Linked DNA regions of Mus musculus: regions 1, 2 and 3 are each linked to region 4. The links are chromatin contacts, called in public Hi-C and Micro-C maps. All regions are on one chromosome and are shown on one strand. Each heading gives the region's core, a stretch centred on a gene start, on an enhancer-like site or on the middle of the called end of the contact. The rest is flanking DNA. Distances are from core to core; before and after follow the strand shown. Region 1 has its middle 45 kb from the start of Gm17644. Region 2 has its middle 95 kb from the start of Gm17644. Region 3 has its middle 20 kb from the start of Mir6341. Region 4 has its middle 58 kb from the start of Gm30974.

What was found. Hi-C and Micro-C count contacts between places; a contact is called where the count stands out from the background.
Region 1: a contact with region 4 is called in a Micro-C map of muscle stem cells, with 3 times the contacts expected there. The contact joins two enhancer-like sites. A contact is called at or near these places in 3 of 484 Hi-C or Micro-C datasets (cortical neurons and muscle stem cells).
Region 2: a contact with region 4 is called in a Hi-C map of muscle stem cells, with 2.5 times the contacts expected there. The contact joins two enhancer-like sites.
Region 3: a Hi-C map of muscle stem cells shows a contact between it and region 4, with 2.3 times the contacts expected there. The contact joins two enhancer-like sites. A contact is called at or near these places in 4 of 484 Hi-C or Micro-C datasets (cortical neurons, granulosa cells and muscle stem cells).

Annotation. Positions count from the first base shown.
Region 1 is chr1:12,618,970-12,625,311 of GRCm38.p6, forward strand. No RefSeq gene overlaps it. Among named protein-coding and RNA genes, the nearest start is that of Gm17644, 45 kb to the right of the region's middle. Within about 2 kb of position 4,467, at least 26 of the 459 cell types and tissues checked have an H3K27ac peak or open chromatin away from gene starts, as enhancers often do. A contact at or near this core is called in muscle stem cells, where this site is marked.
Region 2 is chr1:12,568,983-12,575,926 of GRCm38.p6, forward strand. No RefSeq gene overlaps it. Among named protein-coding and RNA genes, the nearest start is that of Gm17644, 95 kb to the right of the region's middle. Within about 2 kb of position 3,194, at least 23 of the 459 cell types and tissues checked have an H3K27ac peak or open chromatin away from gene starts, as enhancers often do. A contact at or near this core is called in muscle stem cells, where this site is marked.
Region 3 is chr1:12,403,339-12,409,413 of GRCm38.p6, forward strand. No RefSeq gene overlaps it. Among named protein-coding and RNA genes, the nearest start is that of Mir6341, 20 kb to the right of the region's middle. Within about 2 kb of position 2,768, at least 15 of the 459 cell types and tissues checked have an H3K27ac peak or open chromatin away from gene starts, as enhancers often do. A contact at or near this core is called in muscle stem cells, where this site is marked.
Region 4 is chr1:12,116,008-12,122,210 of GRCm38.p6, forward strand. It overlaps the pseudogene Gm7560. Among named protein-coding and RNA genes, the nearest start is that of Gm30974, 58 kb to the left of the region's middle. Within about 2 kb of position 1,489, at least 6 of the 459 cell types and tissues checked have an H3K27ac peak or open chromatin away from gene starts, as enhancers often do. A contact at or near this core is called in muscle stem cells, where this site is marked.

The DNA of each region.
Region 1 (6,342 bases), core at 3,217-5,716, 510 kb after region 4:
ACACATGCACACACATACACAAACACACCCCTTGAAAAGCTGGCTGTGGAAATTCGATAGAACCACCATCCCACCCATTTCAGACCAACACATATTTTGTTCAGTGTCCTCCAAGGGACCCCTCCTGATCAGGAGGGACCCCTGCCTCTATAATCAGGAAAGGGGAACAAAGCATGAGTGTCTTTGAGTGCAGCTAAAAGGTCAACTCTTTCCAACAGAGGTGGTTCTGCTGCTGTCCTGTTGGGGAATTGGTTCTTGAACTGTCACTAAAGAAGCCATGGGCCAATTGCTGGATTGAAAGAATAGGCAGGACATCTTGATCCCTGGAGGGAGGAGAGACAGAGTTCTCTGTGCTTCTGAAGGAGAAAGGTGACCAGTCCTGTGAGGTCTCAGGTGGAGCCTGACCTGTAGCTGCTCTTACAGTCAGGCAGTTGTGAGTGTTTAGCAGGGACAAGATGCATAAAGTTTAGGGCAGGTGGAGAGGTGCAAAGATAAGAATAAGGTAATAAGATAAGGGCACAGTTTTCTAGGTGGGAGATGGGTAGTGCTCACCAATTGTGTCAAAAGGCAATTTGAAATTAAACAACTGTGTGTCTGTGTCATTTATCCATGGATTCAAAAGAAGCTGGGTGAAGGTTGGCAGGACAACCTGTTCCCTGAGCCTAGGCGGGATAGCAAAAGCTACTCACAACAGGTTACTAAAAGCCTGTGTGGTGGAAACAGCAAGTGGGAAGCCTGTCTATAGAGAGACAGCTCTAGCAGGAACTCTAGCTAACCATCCTGACATTCCCAGCCCATTTCTGTGCTTAATCAATCAAGCAACTACAGTTGTCTCTACTGGGTGTTGTCAACTTCTGATTGGATGATGTATTATTCCCTACCTGCTACTACTTTTTATCTATCTATCTATCTATCTATCTATCTATCTATCTGCTGCTTGATCTTTTTCTCTTTTATATGCTTAATAAAGTCACTCATACACAACTAAAAAGCATGATTATTATTCTCCAGACCATACAGAACACCTCACAAAAAAACCAAAAACGTCTAGCACCAATAGCTATCTTAACATCACCCTAGAACATCCATGTTCCTGGTACTTGGTTATATAACTAGAAAAACTATATATAGCTCAGCACACATAACATATTCTTAACATCCTCCACTTAGACTGAACAATTTTGGCTCCTTTTGCTACCCATAATGTCACACCCCAGTAACTAGAAGAGCACCCAAGTCTGTTCCTTAAAGTAATATATGTCTTATGACATTGTGAGACATGATTCCTGCTGCTTCTTGTCATCCAAAGGAGGAGAGAGTTGGAGAGCGCTCAACAGTTTATAGAAAGCTTTATTTAGAAGGGAAATAATTTTTTCCTTTTGTGTTGTGGATGAGTGAACTACTTAAAAATGTCTAGGATTTGGAAAGGATTCCCAAACTTTTTGACAAAACACCAGACATAAGGGAGTTAAAGATATTCCGTTACAGGTGTCCAGTACAGTATAAAAACAAACACTATGGCTCTGGACTTGCGTTTGCTGCCCTTTAAAGGGACAGTGTTAGCTGGCAATTCTGTGTAACCCCTCCAAAGCTCTTCCTCTGTGTGACTTGTAGGTTTCTTAGTCATAATGATGTCACCACATATTTTCGCTCTAAATTCTCAAACTCACAAGCAATATTAAACCATAAGATTTTCTCACTCCACCCAAGAAGAAACTATGATTCAGCTCACTTGTTAAAAAAAATTATTTTGTTCAGGTTTTACCCTACTCAGTGTCTCAGTGTCTCTGTTATTACATTTTTCTCCGGAAACGCAAGGAGCTCCTCAGAGTCCCAAGACTTTTGTTTTTCCACAAAACATTCAATGACAGACTTGGTTTTTACATTCTTATAGGATTTGATCTTGTTTTGTCTTTTCTGTGATTAAACTTACAGTAAATGTAAAACCTGGAACTCTGACGTGACGCCCACCTACGGCACTGCCAGACCAGCACCCTACTCTCTAACTGTTGAGCAACTCCAACTTCAGGGACCATGAGGAATGTAGACATAAGCCTGCCCGACCACTAAATACTTACAGTTGATTGGTCCAGAAGGAGACACCTGACCCCAAAGCAGCTAATCAAATTACTTCCACTGGGCATTTTGAAATGACTCGAACACTGAGGATTTCTCTTTCTCAAGTAGTAGATACACACAGTGATACATTCCAGCACACCTCGGTTTTTAGTGAGCTTGTTCCCTGCTCCATAGAGGAACATCAGAGCCTAAAACTAGGTGAAGGGGGGGGCGGGGGGGGGGGAGGAAGTAGAGAAGGAGGAGGGGGAGGAGGAGAAGGGGAGGACAAGAGAAGAAAGGGAAAAAAGAAAAGACTAGAAAGACAATAAAAGACTAAGTATTCGGGTCTCTGGCTCCTGTTGCTCCCAAAACAAGGTATTTCTTCATCCACCTTGAGATTTTAGCCTTTGGTAAAGGCTCCTTCCTGGTGCAAACACTTCATAATGGCTTGTCACTCACTATGCATACTCAGTAATGTTTGGGGCCAATTCCTAAATGTATGTTTTAAAATCTGAAAACTGATCAAAACAGAAACTGAATTCTCTACAATGGTGTGCATTTTCATCTACATATTAGTGAAAGGAAAGGTTATGGACAAATTCCAGAATTTTCCAGTATTCTAGTTCCTTTTACCCCTACCTTCAAAATTCTGCATCTTACAATAATGACCAAGAACTCGACAGTCAGCTGTATTTTCTGTTTTCCCAGAGCTGCCAGGCACATAAGAGGAGATTAAACCCATTCCCAAGCATGTCCCCTCCTGGCAGTACAAACTCAGAAGTCACAGCTTTAATGATACACCTAATGGCAGTCTGGTGTTAGATTGAAACATTAATTTAAGTGCAGAAAGTACCTGCTCAAAATTCAGGCTTTTAAATTGGTTTAAACCATCAGCTGTACATTGCCTGTTTCTACCCAAAATATTTCTATTTATTTTCCCCTGCCCAACAATTTATATTGACAGATGTCTTGACCTAATGAAAAGCTGTAAAGACTCTGACAATAAAACTCTATCTAACCTTCATACCAACCCAGAAATTGTAAGCACTATAGCACATTCTGAGCACTGAGTGCCGAGAGAATGTTGACAGAGATTTCAGAAAGAATTGCTGAAATCATGGCCCTTTAAGTATTTTGTCCTGTCTGTGTGAAGACTCAAGGTAGATTCTTTCAACTTGTTGTTCCTGTCTTGGCCTCGGCAGTGTCAAGGGTCTGGACCGCTTGTCTCAGAGGGTGTCCTACAGTTGTCTGATCTCTTCCTTGGGGTGAAATACAGGTTGAGCAGTGAAAGCCGTACTGTCTTGGTGCTCCTGTGTGATACTGCTTTCAAGAGGATCTATTCCAAGCCACTACGGTGATGTATCTGATGCCTTGGTGAATGTAGCTTCTGTCAGCTCTCCCATTTAAAGGCCTACTCACTTCTTTGTAATTAATGCGTGCTTTTAAGCTCAACTGCTTATCATTGTTTGAACCAAACGATATACTTGTGCCTGTAAACAGCAATTTTCCCATTCTGGTCCACATTTAATTAGCTGGGATTTTTCCTGAAGCACTTTGTATCCTTCCCTTTCCCCTTAGCTTTTGTTATTGCTATATCAGTATTGATAGACAGATCCCCTTTAACTAGCTGACTCATTTGATGCTCGACTTGGGCCAGCTTGGGTCAGTGCATGCTCCTGAAAGCTCATGCTGTGCCCCTTCAACATACCCATGCTCTTCTTACAAGATGTGTGGTGTTCACCTTAATGGCTTCATCTGCAACTTGGAACCAGCTTCGGTTTTGGTCTTGGTGCCGGAAGGGGGGGGGGGGGCGGGAGGGGGCTCCACCAGGAAGGATGTTAAAGGCTAAGGTGGCTTTGCTGAAAGTGCTCATCTTTTCTTGACCATTCTTGCTTTAAGGCCTTGCAGCAGGGCAGGCTATAAAGTGGATTTTTTTGAATGAAAATTCAACTTACACCTCTTGAAACTCCTGTCCAGATTTTTCTTCATTCCACCACACATGTATAGCTCCGTTTGTCCCGCTTCTCTTATATTGTGGAACAGTTTCCTCAGAGATTGAAATAGTTCACCCTGGAGGGAAACTCTTTAAACAGAAAGAAGATAAACTACTCAAAATAGCTTCAGGATGTCCCTGAAGCAGACCAGATTCACTAGGCCCTGCCAGAGCAAGCAATAAAAGCTAAGAGTCCTTCTCAGAGCAGATAAGCTTCAAAGAACACTCTTGAGACCAGACCAGCTGTCTGGAAAAAGCAGAAACCAGCCAAACTGCCTGGAAGTGGTTTTAGAGCCACTGAGTCACTTGAAAAGGATGCTTTCCAACCAGATGAGCCGCCTTCAGGATGTGCAACATGCTCCAGGTTTCCAGCTGCTGTGAGAAGTCACCAGCGCTAGGGTGGGTTTAAGTGATGCGGCTGTCTCTGAGTCATATCTGCTACTGTAAGAAACTCCTCAATTCTTGTAAGTAACCACAACGAAACTCACTGACTAACCAAGTTGGACTTTACTGGTGTCTGAAAGACTCTAGCTAGTCCAGACATGGCAAACATGGCTCTGGCAGGCCTTGTTCTTCTCCCCCATTTCCTCTGACTTGCTAAAAACCATTAGGCTGCATTCATAAAGGTGGCCACCAAGGTCTATTCCATGATTTGGCCATTTCCTCCTTCTGAGGCTGACTACCAAGGCCCAGCTATCAAAGTACTGAAGTCAAGCAATAAAAAGCACCCTTTATCTCACCTAATTAACATGCCCAATTAAAATTAAACAACTCATCCTTACACAGGGTTTCCCCCTTCACCTTTATGAACCACCATTTTCCTGTGTGTCTCCTTTCTATCCAGAGGCAGTCCCACACTCTGGGACAAATGCCCCTGCCCCATCTCCCTTGTTTCCTTCCCCTTCTTCCTCAGTCTCTATCTCCTGTCTTGGTCTCTTATTCCCTGCCCTCTGTTCCTCTGGGTCAAATACGATTTGTGCTGAGAACTTAGTCTGAGATCCTGAGCCATACCCATCTCTTACAATATCTATACTTTGGTCTGTTATGGGTTTCCTATCTGAACTAAGTAGACATATGGTTTCACCTCCCAGAAAAAGTTTTGTCACACAACAATTTCCTATTGCTGTAATAAAGACCACAGCCAAGCATCATGTGCAGTGGCACACAGCTTTAATCCCAGCATGTGGGAGGCAGAGACAGGTGTATCTCTGTGAGTTCAAGGCCAGCCTAGTCTATTTAGTGAGTTCTAGGACAGCCAGAACAAGATATTGAAACTCTATTTCAGAAAAAAAAAGGCAAAAAAAAGGGGGGGGGGAGTTTATGTGGCTTATACTTCTATTATCACTGAGAGAAGTCAGGGCAGGAACTCAAGGCAGAAATGTGGAGGCAGGAGCTGGCACATAGGCTACAGGGGAGTGCAGCTTATTGGCTTGTTCCTCATGATTTGCTGAGATTGCTCAGCTTGCTTTCAAATAGCACCCTGTGCTGTGCACTGTGGGGCAGCATTACCTATATCAATGGTTAACCAAGAAAATGTCCAAAGACTTAACATACTTTTCAATTCTTCTCTTATAATTTTCCCATCTAGCAAGAAAAAGTCAAGGAGGGCACTGTGCATCCTACGTAATCATGGCATCACTTGAAGATGTAATTAGTCTCAGTTACATACCACAACTTCCTAATTCTTTTAGTTTGTATCTGTGTGAGGTCAGCATACACATGTCCATCAGAGGACATCCATGAGACATCAGTCCTTACCTTGTTCTTTGTTTCAGACAGGATCTTTTCTGTTTTATCAATGAATATACCAGGAGAGCACACAGGATTCTCTAGCGTCTGTGTTCCCTCTCACCATGGGATCACAAAGTTTTCAGAGGGCACCACTATGCCCACTTTGACACAGGTTGTGGGCATTCAAATCATGTCTTCAAACTTCCACAAGAGCTTATCTCTCTGAAACATCTCTCCAGTCCCTTATCCTTAAATTCTTAATTTTTAACCTATCATTCTTCTAGCTAAATTAAACATTTACGCAGCTCTTTAAGGGAACTCTATGTTTTTTGAGAATGGGACATATCCGTGATTTTTTTTTTTGGAGGGAGGGGGCATGTTTTAGTTCTGAAATTTTAAATCTCATTATCCTCTTACTGAATTTATTCTAGATATCTTACAATTATATTTATAATGTTGGGGAATAAAGTGTTATAGTATTCCCTTTTGGGCTAAAGTATAAATCAGCATGCCTATTTTGGAAAGGGCCATTTTGCTAAAGTATCTCATAACTCAATACG
Region 2 (6,944 bases), core at 1,944-4,443, 450 kb after region 4:
ATTGCCTTCTGTCTGCATTCAAAGCAAGTTCTGGTCCACGTGGAATGTGTAGCTTCCCTGAGCTGTCAGCTCCAGCCTTGAGAGGTGCAACACCACATTTAGCTCCTGCTCGCCCTGAGTGTCACTAGCTCCATGCCTCGCAGTGCTCATGGGACATCACAAGGACTATGCCAATGGTGCAGCAGGGAATGATGGGTACCTACACTACACATGTTGCCACTGCTCACATCCTCATCCATTCAAACCAAATCAGCGTTTGAAAATAAGATTATTAACGCCTTTGAAATGTGAGAGCAGAGCAGGAAAGCACTGGGTCCTTGTGGGTGTGAGCCCTGTGTGAGTTTACAGATCACATGGCCACGAAGCCACCTTTGATATCACAGTAAAAAGCAACAAAATGTGGGTTGTTGTGAATATTGCTGTTTTTGCATACATCGCAGCCAAACATTGGATGTCCGTGCAATTTAAGCATCTTCTTTCCAGGGGCTGAAACCTTCACCCCACATCTCTGATTATATTTATTCCCAGGTAAATATATTACAATATGTGTTACTACTACAAGATACAACCTTTCACATTAGTTTCTTTCTTTTTTTGTTACAACATGTGAATAAAATAAACTTTTGTGTAGTAATATTTTGACTCTATTAAATTCTCTAATTGGCCTTAATGAGTCTCTTGAATTCTCTTAGACTTTCTTGAGTTTTTAGATTTTATTACAAATTTGTAACTTTAATAACATATTGAGTGTTGTTTCTTTTTTTTAAATCCAGATGACTTTTTCTCTGGTCTTACCACAACTACCTTTTATCTCCAGTATAGTTATGACTGCTATTCCATTCCTAGGGTCAAAAGGAATTCTTCACACTTGTGCAGGACTTGCCATAGAGTTTGTCTCAATTACTTTGATCAAGTAAAAGAAAATCACTGATGGGCTATGAGAAGGCTTAGCAGATATGGGGCTTGCTGCCAAAACTGATGACCTGATTTAAATCCCCAACGCTCACAAAGTAAAAGAAAAGAATGAAACTCTACAAATTATCTCAGGACTGTGCATCTGTATACACATACACACTCACACACACACACATATACAAACACACATGGGGAAATAGCTGAAATTTAAAGAAAGGAAAAATCAGAGCTCTTCTCATGTTTCTGAGGGTTTTCATAGTGAAAGAATGCAGCATTTATCAGACGAATGTTCTGTATCTATTGAGATAACCAAATGTTTAGTGGTTTTACTGTGTGTTTATGGAATTACATAGGAGTTTTAAATGTTAAGCATCTTCATTTTCCTAGCAAACCTGTTGTGATTATATGCATTATGGTATATAGATATCTCACATGCATGCTCACAAAGAAAAATACACATATATGTATCTACATCACAATATTCATTTCCTGTGATATTCCTAAGTGGTTTTTTTTCTTATTTATTATTTTACTTGTATGGGTACTTTGCCTTCATGTATGTCTATGCACCAGGTACATACAATGCCTGCAGAAGGCAGAAGAAGGCATTGAGTTGCCTGTAACTGAAAGTTACAAATACATCTGGGCCTCGCAATGGATGCTGGGAATCAAACTTAAGTCCCCTGAAAGATCAACAATGCTCTGAACTGCTGAGCAATTGCTCCAGCATTTTCTAGCTCATAAAATGAGATGAGAAGAACTTTATCTAAATAGTATTTACTATTACCTGGAGCATGCTATAATATACAGGAACTGTTATATAAATAATATATATGTCATATATATGTATGCACACATATATACACATATACATATATACATATATGTATATACATACACATCATATATACACATATACATATATACATGTATGTATATACATGCACATCATATATGCACATATATGTATGTACATATATACATATATGCACACATACACTTATACATATATATATGCAAACATATATATATAACATATAAACACATATAATACATATATACAAAATGTAACATATGTTATATATACACGTATACGACAGATAATATAGTGTATGTGTGCACATGTGTGCATGCATAAGCATGAGATTATATGCAACTGTGTATGTATGTATCTATCTGTACTTCTGTGTGGAGATCTCAGTTTCCCCTCAAATGTCTTCGTCAATCACTCTCCACCTTACTTTTTAAGGTAAAATCTCTCCCTGAAGCTAAGCTTGGAAATTTGATGACATTAGTAACCTCTAGGCCCCAGGAATCTCCCCATTGCCTCCTCCTGATAGGAAGTGTCACTATGGCCAGCCTTTTAACACAGGTGTTGGTACTTTAATTCAGATCTAATGTTTGGGCAAAAAGCTTGTTGTTACCTGAGCCATTTCTGTAGCCTCTATGATATTTTTAACTCACAAGTCATGTGTTTACTGGTTTGCTTTTTTTAAGTTCAATATTTAGCAAGCTATTCTCCCTAGAAATTTTCCACTGCATTTAGGTTTTTTAATTATTGCATATCTGATGTTTTACTTCATTACAGTAAAATTATAATATTTTCATTTCTGTACAATTTTTAAATTAATAAATAGGAGCTAGGTGTTAAGGCAGAATTGCCATGAATTCAGTGCCAGTCTCAGATCCATGACAAATAGCAATCCAGCCTGGATTACAGATGAGACCCTGTCTGCAAAAGAAAAACAAATAAATAAATTGTACACAGTTATTACATAGAAAGTGAATATGATGCTTTTATATGTAAATCTAGTTAGACAGATATATAGACAGGCAGGCAGGCAGGTAGACAGATAAACATGGTTAAGTTTTCAAATGTGTAAAATATTTTTGATCCTATGAAAATATCATTATTCTCCTACTTATAAGCATATACATTTGAATTTTCCAAGATTATGACCCTTATTGACACATAACCTAGCTCCATAACTCTGCTCCCTTTGTCTCCCCATGGCAGAGACTCATAGGATTCAGTGAGCAAGCAAAAGAAAAGAGAGAAACCTCCAGGGTATACACGGTCTGAGTGCACTCTTCGTCATGAGGATCAAAATCGCCAAGAGTCCATGTCGCTTTAAGGAAAGATCAGCTCTCTGTAGAGGGTTGTTTCATCACTTTTTATTTCATCCTTTGAGTGACTTAATATCCCCAAAACAAATCTTGCCGCGCTGTGCTCAGAAAGTTTTCTTTCTTTCCTGAAATTTGAACCTTTCTAACCACGTAACAGTTGCTAAGCAATTTGGAATGGAGATTAGCATAGATCTGGGCAGCACAAGCAGTCCTTTGTGAGCAATAAACAGTCTACTTTTCATTTAAAAAAATTAATATCCATGTCTGTGATGCTCACTAAGACTGTTTTGAAAATAAGCTAGATCTAATCCTCTTCTTTTTAATTTCTTGGAGACTGGCACCACTTGATCTGATTATGTAATGTTAAAATTGTAAGTTTTATGAGCTGCGCACACAGCCTGGCAGTATTAAAGCATCCAGCAATTAATAAAGTACCCCTGACTCTGTCCCTTTTTAAATTTTTTTTATTTGTTTGTGTATAGGGGGCTGTTGGTATCAGCTCAGAGGACAATTTTCAGAAGGTCCAGGATCCAATCCAGGTTGTCAGTTTGACAGCAAGGACATTTCTCACCTGCAGGACCATGTCACCCAAGCTTCTACCTGTTGAAGGAGGTTCCAAGGTCAGGTAGACCAGGAAACCTTGAAGTAGAAATTAAGTTCTGTTACCTGAGACTTTTGAAAGTCAGTCTAATTGGTTTGTTTTCTTATAAATCAGCTCCCTGTTTGTTTCACAGAACCTTATACTTCCCACCAAGAATCTTCAGTTAAGACCAGGATTACCAGTCCCAGGAAAGCTTTCTCTAGACCATCATGTTCACTGTATACAAATCTACAGGATGGGTTCTCGGGCTCAAATTTACCAAAGGAAAGTTCCTGATGACCTCAGCTCCATGTCTAGGAGTGGAACAAGGTGAACAGCCTCCAGTGTCTTTCCCGGGATTACCTGCCTAGCATTCCATGAATTCCTCTCACGGCACTCACCCTGTGAATTCTCAAGCTTACCACAGTTTTCCACCTTAGCAACAAGCTTTTCTCTTTAGAAATATTTCTAGGCCTGGCCTAGCATAACCCCCCCCCCCCCCCCGGACACATCACTTGAGCTGTGGAACTTCAGTAACCACCAAGAAAAACTCATTCCTTCTAAGATGCAGACTGAGAGCTAAGAACACAGAGGGAAAAAAGGATTATTCCAAAGTGAGTTGCTAAAGACACCGTGGCTAGTATTTCACACGAACGCATACTGACATCACTGGAGTAGGTATAGATACTAAAATACCACACTTGGACAGTTGAGATCCTGCGACCAGTAATGGCTCTTCGTGCCTGTACTGACTACATTTTGTCAACATGACAAACCTAGTCATGCCAGGGGAAGGGAACCATAAATTGAGGACTTCCCCCCATCTGACTGGTGTATGGGCGTGTCTGTAGAGCATTTTATACATTACTATTAATTGATGTAGGTGAGTGGGACCATTGTGGGTGGTGGCAAGCCTGGGTAGCAAGGCACCTGGCTTGTCTATGAAAGATAGCTGAGCAAGCCAGGGGAAGCAAACCAGTATTTCTTCTTGGTTTCTGTTTACAACTCTTGCCTGGTGCTCCCGCTTTGGTTTCCCTCCTTGACAGCCTGTAAAGTGTGGGGTGTCATGACATAGAACCTTCTCTCCCCAGGTTGGTTTTTCCCAGAGTTTTATCACAGCAACAGAAAGACAAACTGGAACATGGAACAAGCCTGGCAACCTGAGTTTGATTCCCAGAACCCACAAAGGTAGAAGGAGAGAACTGACTCCACAAAGCTGTTACGTGGCCTCCACATATATGCACAAACACATGCACACACCATGTAAAACAGGCCTGCATGCAATGATTGATTAATTAGTAACCTTAAAATAAGTATCTTTTCAAACTTTGGGATTAAGCAGCTCAGCAGGATTTATGGAGCATAGGTTCTATAGATGACACTGGCCAGTTCTTGGGAAGAATATAAAATTCATATCCCAATAAGCTCATCACCTATTAAAGTGGTATAAGATATTCTATAATCACATTTTAAAGTACAGTGTGAGATTAGGAAGATATCTTAGAAGTGAGGTACCTTGCAAAGGCCCTGAATTTGACCCTCATTCTCTAGTAATTAATTAGAATTATTCTGGAGTCTACCACAAACTTACAACAAGAAAATGACATATACTTCTATACACTTTACAGCTCCTAGATTGTTGGGAGTTATTAAGACAACACAATTGTCCTGATTTCTGAATTGGGCCTCTCCCCCCAAGAAGAAAAGGGGGGGTCAAAAGCAGGTCACCGACATACCGCTCTGAGAACAACCACAGATTGTTCCAGCCCTAAGTCAGTGCCGGATGTCCTGACCACACCCTAATACCACCAAGTTCCTGCTTTCCTGTGTAGTCGCCCAAAGAGAAATTTCTGCTGCCCCATCCCTCCTGCTGAGAAGTACTTCCTCTTTTTCCTATCCCCATCACTCCTACTGAGAAGTGCTTCCTCCTTTGCTGTGTATTTCCACTGCCCCATTTCTCCTGCTGAGAAGTACTTCACCTTTTGTTTGTGCATTTAAGCCTTGAGCCTTGCTAATACAGTGACACCTTGATGCTAATCAGACTGTTTACATGTCGTTTCTCACACTTGGTATCCATCTAAGAACCCCATTTGGTTCTTAGGAGAAGGTCCCCTCGAGACCCTCAAATAACTGGACCTGCTGGACGGGTCACTAGATTTCAAACTTCCACCTTGAGGGAGAAGAGGGGATTAAATTGCTCCTAAAATAAATCACAAGCAAATGAAGTCATAGTAGCATCAGTGACCAGCTAACAGCCAAGGAGCAATATACAGGATCTTTCAGAAGGAACGGTGACCACAGGCTGGTCGGGCCACTGCTAAACATAGTATGATACCACTTGTTCAAACACACAAGTAAGGGATGCTAAAGCATGATTCTTTCACCTTTCTTCCACATTCTCTATTTTGACTAATAGTAGTGTGAAGTTGTTGTTGTTGTTGTTTAGAGACATAGTCTCATTATGTAGCCTTGAATTATGTAGCCTTGACTGACCTAGCACTCACTAGGTAGACCAGGCTGGCCTCAAACCCACGGAGATCTACCTACCTCTGACTCCCACATGAATGGATTAAAGGTGTCCAACACCACAACAGGTTGACAATGGAATGTCTACTTCTTAATAATGTTCTAGAGGCGTTTTCCTGAGGATCTAAATTAATTCACCAAATCCAGATGTTTACAAAGTGCTTTTGCATTCCTTTCATGGGAGGCAGAAGCAGGGAGGTAACTAGCTCCTGACTGTCTAGCTTAATGAGTTTGATGAGCTTCAGAACAATGAGAGACCCTACCTCAAAACAAATAAAAAGGATTTCAATTTTCTAGTTGTTTTTATGTTTGGATTAATGTCCCTAGTTTCAATTAGAAGTATAAGAATTGATTTTGTCTATTTATATTTGTCTTTCTGGAAACAAAAAAGTATGAAGTGCACTTTCCAATACCCTTTTCAAAGGGGAACACTTTGTCTTAATGCTTCTTATCATAAAAGAATGTAGGGTTTGTCAAATATCTTTACATTGCTCTTTGAGGAAACTGTAAGTGTTTGTCATTTATTAGATACCATGATTACATTATACTATGTTTTTTCTGATATTAAATAAACCTCCAATTCAAAAAAAATAATGTTCTAGAGGATATCATTATCATAGAAAAGTTAAACTCTAAAATAATTACCAAGTTTATATTGTACAATGCCAAAAAACCCCAAGTAAAATATTTGAGCTCATGATCAGTCTCACTAAAAATTACCCAATTGGCAAATTTATAATTTGTTCAGAGCAGTAAAAATAGGCCATAGTCATTTTAATGGACAGGTGATGGATGC
Region 3 (6,075 bases), core at 1,518-4,017, 290 kb after region 4:
TTTATTAAATGCAATTAACCACTGAACCATTACCCCTCTTCAGCAAAATTGAACAACAGCAGAACATCTCAGCTACAGATATTGGACCAGGCACATGGCTAGAGTCCATGGCACAGTACCGTGACAAAGGTCAGTTTGGAAAGCAGTGGTACTCTAAACAAATAGGAAGGAGAAGCTGGAAAAAGGGAAGTCAAACAAGAATGCTAGGAAGAGACCTCAAACCAGGTGCTTACTCGAGAGAGTTTATTTCTACAGACTACGTTTCTGTATTGTTGAAGGATTTCCTTGGCTTATGTTAAAACTATATTTTGCTGAGGCTATCATGGGGTTTCAGCTGGCCAAAATTTTGATTTCTCCCTCTACTTTGAAACAGTGTGAGCCATTTCTTTAATGAAAGGACAAAAAAAAAAAAAGAAGAAGAAGAAAGAAAAAGAAAAAGGAAAGAAAAGTCCTCACACTTGTCTCTTGGGGGCAGGGGTGGAATCCAAGCATTGCTGATAATGATGTACATGGGTAATTCATTTAACTCTTTCCACAAATCACTCATGCACTTTTCATATTGTCATGTAGGTGAGCCAGGCAGCATTTGTTAACTACCTACTGTTGAGAAAACACATCATTAAGAGCTGTGTGGATACAGCAGTATTGGTGAACTAGTCACTGCCCTCAAAAAAACACATGATCACAGTCCATACAAGATTGATATTTGCTTTTAGGGGAGAAGCAATATATCTCTACAGAATCTCTTATGAGGCTGGGTATCATTCTAGAATTCTCAAGGAAATGCTTTGTCCAAATGAAAACTCTAGGATTGCTATGAAACTCATAATAGATATTAAATTACTGCCCCGGGATAGATGTAAGATGAGCTGAGATCAACTGAACACTCAATGGTGAGCTGAGTTTGTCTGCTAGGGCTTGGCAAAATGTTTAATTTGATGAAGGGGAGGGGTAGATCAGGAGTATTCACTGACGACAAAAGTTGGAAATAACTTGTTTCTGCATTTGGCAGCCTGAGCTGTGCGATTCTCCTCTCAGGACCTATTCCTACAGGAAGCCTCATGTTTGGAAACACAAAAAAAATTTTATGTTTTGCTTAAAATCAAAACCACTGATGAGGCAGCTTCAAGTCTTTCTTTCTCATCATTTTCTACAATTAAAAAGATGTAAAACTCATGAAATTCTCGTTTTTCTGTTTTTGTAGACTGTGCATCTTTTCCATCTTTCCAGACTGTATCTTTTGCTTAAGTTGTAGGTTAGTTAAAGGCTGGCTGCCAATTTTAATAGCAACATACACTGGTGGTGCCCCGTACTGATCAAAATGACAAATAGTCTAGATCTTTTGCAGCCATTTGTCTAAGTATTGTGGAGCAGAGTCCCATCACAGGTCTTGTATTGGTGCTCTTATGAGCTAAATCAACTGTGATAATCTCTCTCAAAGTAGTTCTGTATGGGAATCTGTGTCTCCACCAAAGTCCTGCAATTCTACCACTCAAAACAAGAGCTATCACCACACTAGTGAAAACAAGTAGTTAACACACACTGCATTGATTTGGCCTTTTAAAAAAAGAAGTTTTTTTTCACGTTGAAATAATCTTAAATCTGCAAGAGAATAGCAAGGATGGTCCAGAAATATCTCAGCTGCCCTTCAGCCATCATCCCTAACATTATCACTCTGTTTAATCAAAGAATTCCCAAAGCAAGAAATGGATGTGGATGCATTCCTAGTAAATGAACTAGAGAACTTATTCATATTTCATCAATTTTTCCCACTTATGTTCTTTTCCTTTCCCAAGATCAGATCTAAGATCTTACTTGACATTTGGGTCACTTTCCCTTAGTCCCAAACCTAGTTCTTTGGATGGCGGGAAAGGCGTCTTACGGGCAGTTCTGGTTCCGAATTGATTTCACTGATGCCATGGAAAATCTAGGCTTGTTCTTTTCCCATGAAGAAAGCTGTTATTTCTACGTTCAGTTTGCTGTCCATTTTTAATCTCATCTAACATTCTTGAGATTTTGGAAGGTAACTTGATTGTACTAATTGAAATCTCTTATTTTCCTTTTGACCTCTTAAAAATTGCCATTACCTGAGAACCTCAACTCATGATAAGCAAAGGAAGTTTCTGGAAAGAACAGATTTTTATATTCTGAACCTGTGCCAGGAAAGAGTTTTAGGATGTTTGGTGGGTGTGTACTGAACTGATGTGGGTCCTGGGAAAGTAGTTCTTATCAGGAGGAAACACAGATCTACCCAGCCCTATGATTGCTCATTCGTGTACTGTCAGGAAAAGTGAGCTAAGGACTTTGGCTTATTGCTGGGCATAGACCCCCTGCACACAGGATTTTTCCACCTTAAACTTTGAGGAGATTATCATCTCAGGAGTCATGTGTGCAGAGTCAGGTCTTGGGCACATTTAAGCAATGCCACCAGAGGCTGCCAAAAAACGCACACTGACACTAAGTGATTGGATCCTGTAACAGTTGGTATGTTCAGGCCAACACACACCTCAACCTTCTGTATGCCAGGTTTTTGTGGATAACCCCTGAGCAGATGTGTCTGCTGAGATATTTAGCCTGGCTAGTAATTGGTAACTCCTGAAAGCCTCCTCCTGCAGGGGAAAGTTTGCAAGGTAGATCTTTCTTTCCCTCCTACTGTTTAAGCAATGCAGACTGTCAAATTATACATAGCAGATGGATTATAGTGTGTCCTTTTAGTGACAGGAAAAGCTGTTTCAACATCCTGGCAAAGACAGTGTTGACGTCAAGATAAGATTCCATTGCTTTTCAGTTCTCTTGAGGAAAAGTCTACTTACTTGGTCTGGTGCAACAAGTCACTACAAAAGCTTTCAGTTGTTCCGTGCTGTAATGAAATGACTGGTTATTTCATTAAACCACTCTACCAGGAGTGCTTACAAGCATTTTATAATTACATGTGCGGCTCTGCTAAACTGGTTTGTCTTGGTGGTATATAGGAAATTACAAGTTGCATAAAATTTGTCTATAAGTCATATTGGCATTGTTGGGAAAATGTTCTGTGGATTTAAAATAAGCGAAGGACAGCCGTCTCCCTCTCTTCACTAGTGCCATTAAGGAAACTGAAGTCTTACATTTCCTGTGCCTTTTTTTTTTCTTTAATTTTTATGCCCTCATGTCTTTCCTTGTTCTCTCCCCATGGCTGTTGTCTTTTCTCTATCTTTGTTCTTTCTGGAGATAGCTTTGATTTCTCCCTCATCAGTCATTCTTCAAGGAGTCTCTGACCTGGCTGCAGCTCGACTAGATAAGCTTCAAAGGACTGTCACTAAACTCTGCTATCTGCCGAACAAATAAATGAAAGAAGAATCATATATATATATATGGAAGCTCTTACATTTTCTCAGCCTCTACTGGATTTTTTCCTTTAATCAATTCTGATTTGGGGGGAAAAAGTACTTTCAAAGTGATAAGAATAGTCATTAGAATACAGCTCCCTCTGTTTTATAACCCAGAATTTAATCTCTTACTGTCCTTCAGGAACTTCAGTTGTTTCTTTGTTCTTCAAATAGCTAGTGAGTCACACCGATCTTCTGTTGAATGTGCCTTCCATCTACCTCTTATTTGCCTTTATTTCTACCAGAACCCTGGGACTGCTCTTTTCCAGGCCTCCAGGCCTTGGCAATTACTCAGTGGTTTGGCCTGTCCTGGTCTTTTCCTAACCCCTGCTCTCCTCTGCTAAAATTACATCTGAAACTCATGCTTTCATATTGAAAGTTACCTGTCCCAAATCATATATCTTTTCAGGAACCTTAGCATGGAATTTATCTACAGGGCTAATTAGAGCAGACACAGACTCTACTGACTTTTAAGTTAGAGACATAGTTCCCTGAGCTCAGTCAGCCCCTTGGGCTCCTCTCCCTCACCTCCTCCTTCCCACTTGGAGCCTCAGCTTCTCTAATTCTGTTGTGTTCCCCGAGTTTCATTTCAAAATCTGCAAGGAACTTCTGAGATCTACATTGTCATCTCTTCAGAAATCTTTAAGCCTGCTCCTTCCCAAAGCTTAATAAAAGCCATTCATTTCTTACAAAGTTGAACTTAGTACCTTCACAGAAAATTAATGAGCAGCCCTGTTAACATTACTCCTACAAACATGTAATATCATTTAAAAGACTTCTTAGTATTGTGTCTCATTCCACAGATGCCTCATCCCCCAAGATGTAATTATTGTAGTTTATTTACTGTGATATAGATGTGATAGTGAACTGAGACCTTGAGAGTACCCTTCTTTATGATGTTGCCAAACAATTTCCAGAAAAGTCTTTATTACAGAGGCCATCTCATTCCTCCTGGCTGTTTAGCCACTTTCTTAAGCACTTCCAGTTAAGGACTGATAATATTCTGACTACACATTCCCCTTGCATTCATGTCTACCAATACCCCACATGCCACCCCTAGCAATAGGCTTTCAATTTGTGTTGTATGCCTTGCTTTCCTGCTACTATGCTGTCATTACCACCTCTATGTTTTAGCTTTCCACCCAGAAATTTACATTTTAAATCTCAGAAATCTACCCAGGCCCCCTTAAAAACCTGCTCATTGTAGCCCATTCTGGTTGACTAAATACTCTCTAAATATTCTCTAAATACTCCCAGTGAAGCTTATCCTCCATGAATGGTGATATGAAGGTGGAAACTTTGGGACAATTCTGCCATGGGAGCTCCACCACCATGAAGGAATCAATGCCATTGCTGTTAGAGCAGGCTAGTTAATCTCACTGTGTGGAACTCTCCAGTATATTATATCACAGCCGGAAGACTCTCATCAGATTCAGATCTTTGGTTTGAAGCTTCCAAGCCCCTACAATGGAAAAAAAAATTATATAAATTATTCAGCCTCTGGGATTGTTTTAACAGGAAAAATATAAATACAACAAAGTACCAGAAAGTCTTACATGTGTTGTCACTTATGACATTACTACCTATGCATTCCACTACATTATTATTTGAATTTATTATTGTTCACATATCTGTATATATTTCTGTCATATATAACTTATTTCTTGGGCTGGAGAGATGGCTCGGCCATTAAGAGCACTGACTGCTCTTCCAGAGGTCCTGAGTTCAATTCCCAGCAACCACATGGTGGCTCACAGCCATCTGTAATGAGATCATATGTGTGATCTGGTACGTCTGAAGACAGCCAACAGTGTACTCACATAAAATAACTCATTTCTCAAGCATACCATGAAATTCAAAGAGCTGAAAATCTAAGTCAGTGTTGCTTAACTCCTTGATCTTAGTCACAATCATTTATGAGAGGAAATAAAATTAGGGATTCCAAACTTTTTGAGGTTCAGAAAGAAAATCCTTTCAGAAATCAATAATTACAGATAGTGCTGTGGATAAAGTGATTTTTGCTCAACCATGAGACCCTGACCCTGAGCTCAGATTGCCAGTACGCTTGAAGACAACTGAGTATAAAAGTACTAACCTATATTCACAGAACATCATAGGATGATCCATGGAGCTTGTTGACCAGACAGCCCAGCAGGATTAGCAAGTTACAAGTACCTTGAAAAGTCCTGATTATAAACAAGATATAAAAAGAGTGTTAAGGAAAAACATTCAACCTCAACTTCTGTCTTATACACGTTTACATCTGCACACACACATGCAATATAGAATTTCTTCTGTGACGCATATGAAGCACAGCAATGAGCAGCATAGCATGATGAGTAGTGGCACCTATAACCAACAGCTCTCAAATTGATCGTAAGACACCCATCAACAGGAAGGAAATCAAGCATGGTACTAGAAACCTAGGGCTGGAGAAGTCATGGATCCTGGAGGAGAACCTACAACTGCCACTTAACTAAACCAGCATAATCCCTAACTGCAGTCAAAATATTTGTCCTTATGCCCACCAGTAGGCGTAGTTCTCACCCTCCATCAGTGAATCTTCTTTTGCCACATATGAGAATCATTACAGAAAAAGCACCACTTAAATGCAGTGAACAGGAAATTGTGTGTTCCCTAGTTCCAATTGACACATCTACAACGTAATTCCTGTACCTGAGACTCAAGATTTGGGAAGAGGGTGGAA
Region 4 (6,203 bases), core at 239-2,738:
TATAAAGGTGTATCAAAAAGTAAGCCAGTTCAGAAAAGGACAAAACACTAAAACTGTTAAGCAGTAGACAAGAAACACAAGGGTTTACGTGTCTTTTGCTTTCTAACACTCTCTCTAGGTAAAGTTTATCTTGCTTCCTTCTTCATCAGGAAACTAGAAACATTAAAGTACTTCTATTAAGCATCTAGCCCTTCTCCTCACCTCTACATCCTTTGCTACCAACTCCACCTAACCACTGGATATTAGTGATCACATTGCCCACATCTTGATCCAAGGCAAACTCTACCACTTCTTCTGCAATAGTAGTTTTTTATAAGTCAAGCTTTGTTGTAGCTAGTATCTTGTCTTCTGAGGTTGATGCTATAAGAGTAAACTGTCACTATGTAGACCTTATTTATATCCTAAAGTCATGAGACTCCAGAGAATATGTCAAAAGTTTTTAGTAATACTAAACCAAGCCAAACTATTTTACAATCTGAAACAGTTGACAGTTAAATAATAGAAATAGTTAGTATAGATCCATTTAACTCCAATCTCAGATATAGGTATAAAATAATAGTAACACTTTAGCATTTGTGGTGCATTAACACAAACGCTAAGATTTTTACATGGAATCTCTACTACTATTTCACTATTAAAAAGGAAGAACAGAAAGACAAAGATACTTGCCCAGTTAACACAACTATCCAAATCCTTCGTTTCTTTAATTTAGCTATTTGATACTATTTTCTTTAAATTCCCATTGTAATAGCTTTCTCTGTCATTAGAGCTGAAGGTGTCAATAGGACTCAAAATATGTTGAATATTAAAACTTACACCCCAGAACATGTGTCAGCACCCCACGCCTCCAACCCCTTCTTCCTTTCTTCTCCCTTCCTGATCCACTCTTCTCTCAGAGTAAGGAAGGGATTTGTGTCTACATGGGCAGTCCAACCTGCACAGAGATGTTTGGAAGACCAGAGCTTGGTAATTATGCTTTCCTGTGTCTTCTGGAAATTATATTGGTTAATCAATGCAACTGTTCCCTAAATCCAAACTGTTATTACTGATGAACTAAATATCACAGCTTAGCATTATTAGGGGGTCTCTCCTATGTAATACGAAAGAGGATAATGCAGCTGTCCCATGGTTTTTTTTGGAATTCCACAGACCCACAAGAAGATTGGCAGAACCCCATGAGGAAACTCATTCACAAAGAAGCCCTGCATTTTTTAGATTCTTTATTGGTCATGTAAGTGAGGCTCAATCTAAACAAAGACATGTAAGAAATATAATCAGCGAAAATGAGTCAGAAAGTCTGTACTTCAATTCTAACTGTGCTCATCATCTGGCCATGGGTAGGTTAATTATCACTTTAGGCCCCAGGATCTCTCAGCAAAATTAGCTCCAGAGTGATTCAAGTATGACATTCAATAATGAGACATAGCCCAGTAGTCATGGCCGTGTGGGCATCACGCCCTAAATTCTAACAAGTTTTGCTTATTTTTTTTATAAATGAAACAAGATTTTTAAAAGCAGAGGTCTCTTAAAGGCCACTCAGAGCAGCTAAGAAACAATGTGTCATATGGTAGACATCAAAACAATGAGTCACTTTACTTAAAAGAGAAAACTGGCAAATCAATTTTTGTGCTTCATATTTATAAAGCAACTAATTAGTAGACACTTTAGAGTTTTTAATTTATTGAACAATGTACAGTCTTTCACAGAGTAGGGGGAGAATTGCTAGCCTGGAATAACGTATAATCTTTTGAGTCACTATGATTTTTTTCTTACTTTAAAGCGAAACAAGCAATGGAAAAATGAAACCTCCAAGTAATCTTACGATGGTCCCCATTGCTTCTGTTCCTTTTACAGGCATTTTTTGCCAACATTCAAGACAAGATTATCAAATTAAATTTTACTTAATAAATTGGCCAACACTGCCTCTGGCTATTGTATAAAATATTCCCTTGTTCATTATTTAGTTCTTTGGTGCTTGCTAGAAATGTTTACACCCCCCTACTCTTGTTTGTAATGAACCATAAAAGAAAAGTCTTTGCAAAAGTTATTGATGTTATGTCATTGCTGCATACATACGAAGATGGTCTACCAGCTTTGTGTGTATGGTGACAGGCATCGCTATACATTTTTATATTCTGCTGTAACAAAATGTTTTCTATGTGAGATTAAAATTGCATTATAGGAGGGCTAAAGAGAGGGCTCAGTAAGTGGTTCAGAGTTCTGGCTGCTCCAGATGACAATGGTCATATCAAGGACAGAGGAAAGTTCTACACTGCAATTACTTCAAATATTTACCACAGTCTGGCTTGGTTTGCACTGGACCTAGGATTGATTTCCATCACTCACATGGAGGCTCACAACTGTCTGAAATGCCAGGTACAGGAGATCTAATCATCTCTTCTGGGCACTTTAGGCACTGCCCGCATGTGATGCTTAGGTTCACATGCAGCCTAGCACCAACACACATAAAATAAAGTAAGTATATTTAAAAATATGTTCTGAAATAAAAGTTTGGTTGTATCTGAATACAGCTCTTTATATAATATGGAAATTATTTGAAACTCTTACTTTGAAAAAAATTGAAGTCAATTTCCCTCTCATTGAGATTGAGGCACATACAGTGATTTGTTTCCAACATATACAATAAGGCAAAAATAACTAGCATACCCAGAAACTTGGCCAGTGAAGGAGCACATTACCGAGATGAACGTGGACTCCTCTAGGAGGTCGCTACAATACCAAATGTCACACTCCCAATCAATATTTTCTCCTCAAATACTTTAGCATTCCCATGATTATGTAGCCAGGCAAGAAGGAGCAGCAGTTTTCAGGGACAGACTTCTCGAGATTTTGTTCCTCTCTTTTTTCCCCTAAGAAGGGATGTATGCAGCTCTAATACCATAGGTCTGGCTAGCTGTTGTATCATGTGTTGAGTTTCTTTTCATAACAGTCCCCACAACAACTATGCTCCAGATGACAATGGTCATATCAAGGACAGAGGAAAGTTCTACACTGCAATTACTTCAAATATTTACCACTGTCTAACTTGGTTTGCACTGGCTAAACAAGCAACATAAAAATCCTTGCTCAGCTGTGTGCTACAAAGCACAGGACTGGAGAAGTGACCCAAGCCCTTGGAGGAGCCCAAAAGATCATGAGTTGGATCCCAGACATTGGACAGTTGGAGTTTAATTTTTGCTTTTGATTGTGACTGTGCCCTGATATTTTTCCCTCTTGAAGGAAGAAAGTATTTTAGTGGAGCCCACAGTTAAGAGACTTTGAATTTTAAAAGAGATTGAATATTTTAAGGAGATTGAAATTTTAAGAATATGTAAAGACTGTAGGACTTTGAAAGTTATTTAGATCTTGGGGCTGAATAAGTAACTAAGGGTTGAGGCTTACTAGTGATGTGTTTGTGTGTCAAGTTGACAAGGGGTCAATTGTACTGGCTGGTTTTGTGTCAACTTGACACAGGCTGGAGTTATCACAGAGAAAGGAGCTTCAGTTGAGAAAATGCCTCCATGAGATCCAGCTGTAAGGCATTTTCCCAACTAGTGATCAAGGGTGGAGGACCCATTGTGGGTGGGACCATCTCTGGGCTGGTAGTCTTGGGTTCTATAAGAGAGCAGGCTGAGCAAGCCAGGGGAGGCAAGCCAGTAAAGAACATCTCTCCATGGCCTCTGCATCAGCTCCTGCTTCCTGCCCTGTGTGAGTTCCAGTCCTGACTTCCTTCAGTGATGAACAACAATGTGGAAATGTAAGATGAATAAACCCTTTCCTCCCCCCCCCCAAAAAAAATCCTTGCTCTTAGAGTATACATCTGTTAAAGAATGAAAAAAATTAATAAGAAAAATATTGTATACGTAAAATAGAAACAAGTTAATAGTGCGCACATATGTAAAATATTAAGTGAAGGTAAGTACTATGAAAAATTTAAGTGAAATCGTCCTAATAGAAATTGAAAATATAATAAATATCAATGGTTAGAGATTGTGAGTAGGAGGGAATGATGAGGACAGGATGGTTAATAGATAATAGCTACAGCTGGAGTGGAAAAATAACTTCTGCTGTTCTGTTGCACTGTCAAGTGACAGCAGGTAGTAATAACATAGTAAGAATTTCAAAAAAAACCTCATTGAAAGTATTTTGGATATTTGCACCATAGAGAAATGCTTTATGTTTGAATTGATTGGTAGTGAGCATTTATGGACTTTACAGAAGAACTATAATAATTAACACTTGGAGTGTTGGCTGCATGATTAATGATGAGCTAGGAAAGTTAGGATAGTTCATTTCAACTCAACAACTCTATTATGGACTAGAGAACAAAAATCACACTGTGAGGCAATAGCAGTCATCAGACCAAACTTTTGGAGTTCAGATCATTAATTTAACTAAGACTAAATTTTGCCTTTTTCTGTCCTTGTAAATTCTAAGTTTTATTTTACATAGCATAGTAGGGTGATTAATAGAAAGGAGACTCTGGAAACAAATTCTAGTTTTTCCCAGAATACCTTCTGCTCTGTGATCCCCAAGGAAAACTCTTGCATGGGGTGTGACTTACATACAAGAGAGTCTAACAACAATGCACACACCTTTAATCCCAGCACTTGGGAGGAAGAGGCAGGTGGATTTCTCAGTTTGAGGGCAGCCTGGTCTACAGAGTGAGTTCCAGGACAGCCAGGGCTATACAGAGAAACCCTGTCTCGAACCCCCACCCCCCAAAAAAAGTGGTTGTATTGAGAGTTTGGAAATCAAAGCCGGTTGTCAACCCAGTCCTGTCATGCATTCATCTGCCTCTTTTTCTTTTCTTTTCTTTTCTTTTCTTTTCTTTTCTTTTCTTTTCTTTTCTTTTCTTTTCTTTTCTTTTCTTTTCTTCTCTTCTCTTCTCTTCTCTTCTCTTTTTTTTCTTTTCTTTTTCTTTTTCTTTTTTTTTTTTTTGCTTTCGACATGACAGATGATACCCTGTGTCCTTCCCTAAGGACTTCTTGGATGGTGGAGTGGTCGCGGCCCTCACAAAGACCACGGTAGCACCCATCGAGAGTGTCAAGCTGCTGCTGTATGTGCAGCATGCCAGCAAGCTAATCACAGCAGATAAGCAATACAAGGGCATAATAGACTTCGTGGTTTGTAACCCCAAGGAACAGGGAGTCCTGTCCTTCTGGCGTGGGAATCTGGCCAATGTCATCAGATACTTCCCCACCCAGGCTCTCAACTTTGCCTTCAAAGATAAATACAAGCAGATCTTTCTGGGTGGTGTAGACAAGAGGACCCAGTTTTGGTGCTACTTTGCAGGGAACCTGGCATCAGGTGGTGCCACTGGGGCCACATCCTTGTGCTTTGTGTACCCTCTTGATTTTGCCCGTACCCATCTAGCAGCTGATGTGGGCAAAACTGGAGCTGAAAGGGAATTCAAAGGCTTTGGTGACTGCCTAGTTAAAATCTACAAATCCGACCAAGGCTTTAATTGTCAGTACAGGGCATTATCATCTACCCAGCTGCCTACGTTGGTATCTATGACACTGCAAAGGGAATGCTCCCAGATCCCAAGAATACTCACATCTTCATCAGCTGGATGATTGCAGTCTGTCACTACTGTCGCTGGCCTGACTTCCTATCCTTTTGACACTGTTCGCTGTTGTACCATGATGCAGTCAAGACGCAAAGGACCTGATATCATGTACACAGGCATGCTTGACTGCTGGCAGAAGATCGCTTGCTATGAAGGGAGCAAGGCTTTTTTCAAGGGTGCATGGTCCAACGTTCTCAGAGGCATGGGTGGTACATTTGTGCTTGTCTTGTATGATGGGATCAAGAAATACACATAGTTATGTCCTAGGTGTTCTCCCTGAGAACAGGCATGCTTAATAATATACCATATCTTGAACATTCTGGACAGAGATTCTCTGGGTTTGTCTGTTTTATCAATGGCAACTATTTACCAGTTGAGAAGTGGAAAGCAACAATTTTCATCTGACCAGTTTTTTCTTAAAGCCATTTCCATAATGACAATAATGATGAGACTCACTTATATTTTTTATTTCAGTCACTCCTGATAATAACCAAAACCAAAAAGAAGGAGGAAGAAGGGGGGAGGAGGAGAAGGAGGAGGAGGAGGGGGGGGAGTGGTTGTACTATCCCCTCACATTCAGTGAATGAAACAAGGTGACTCGTCATTCATGCCCACTTAGCACTGTTTGTCT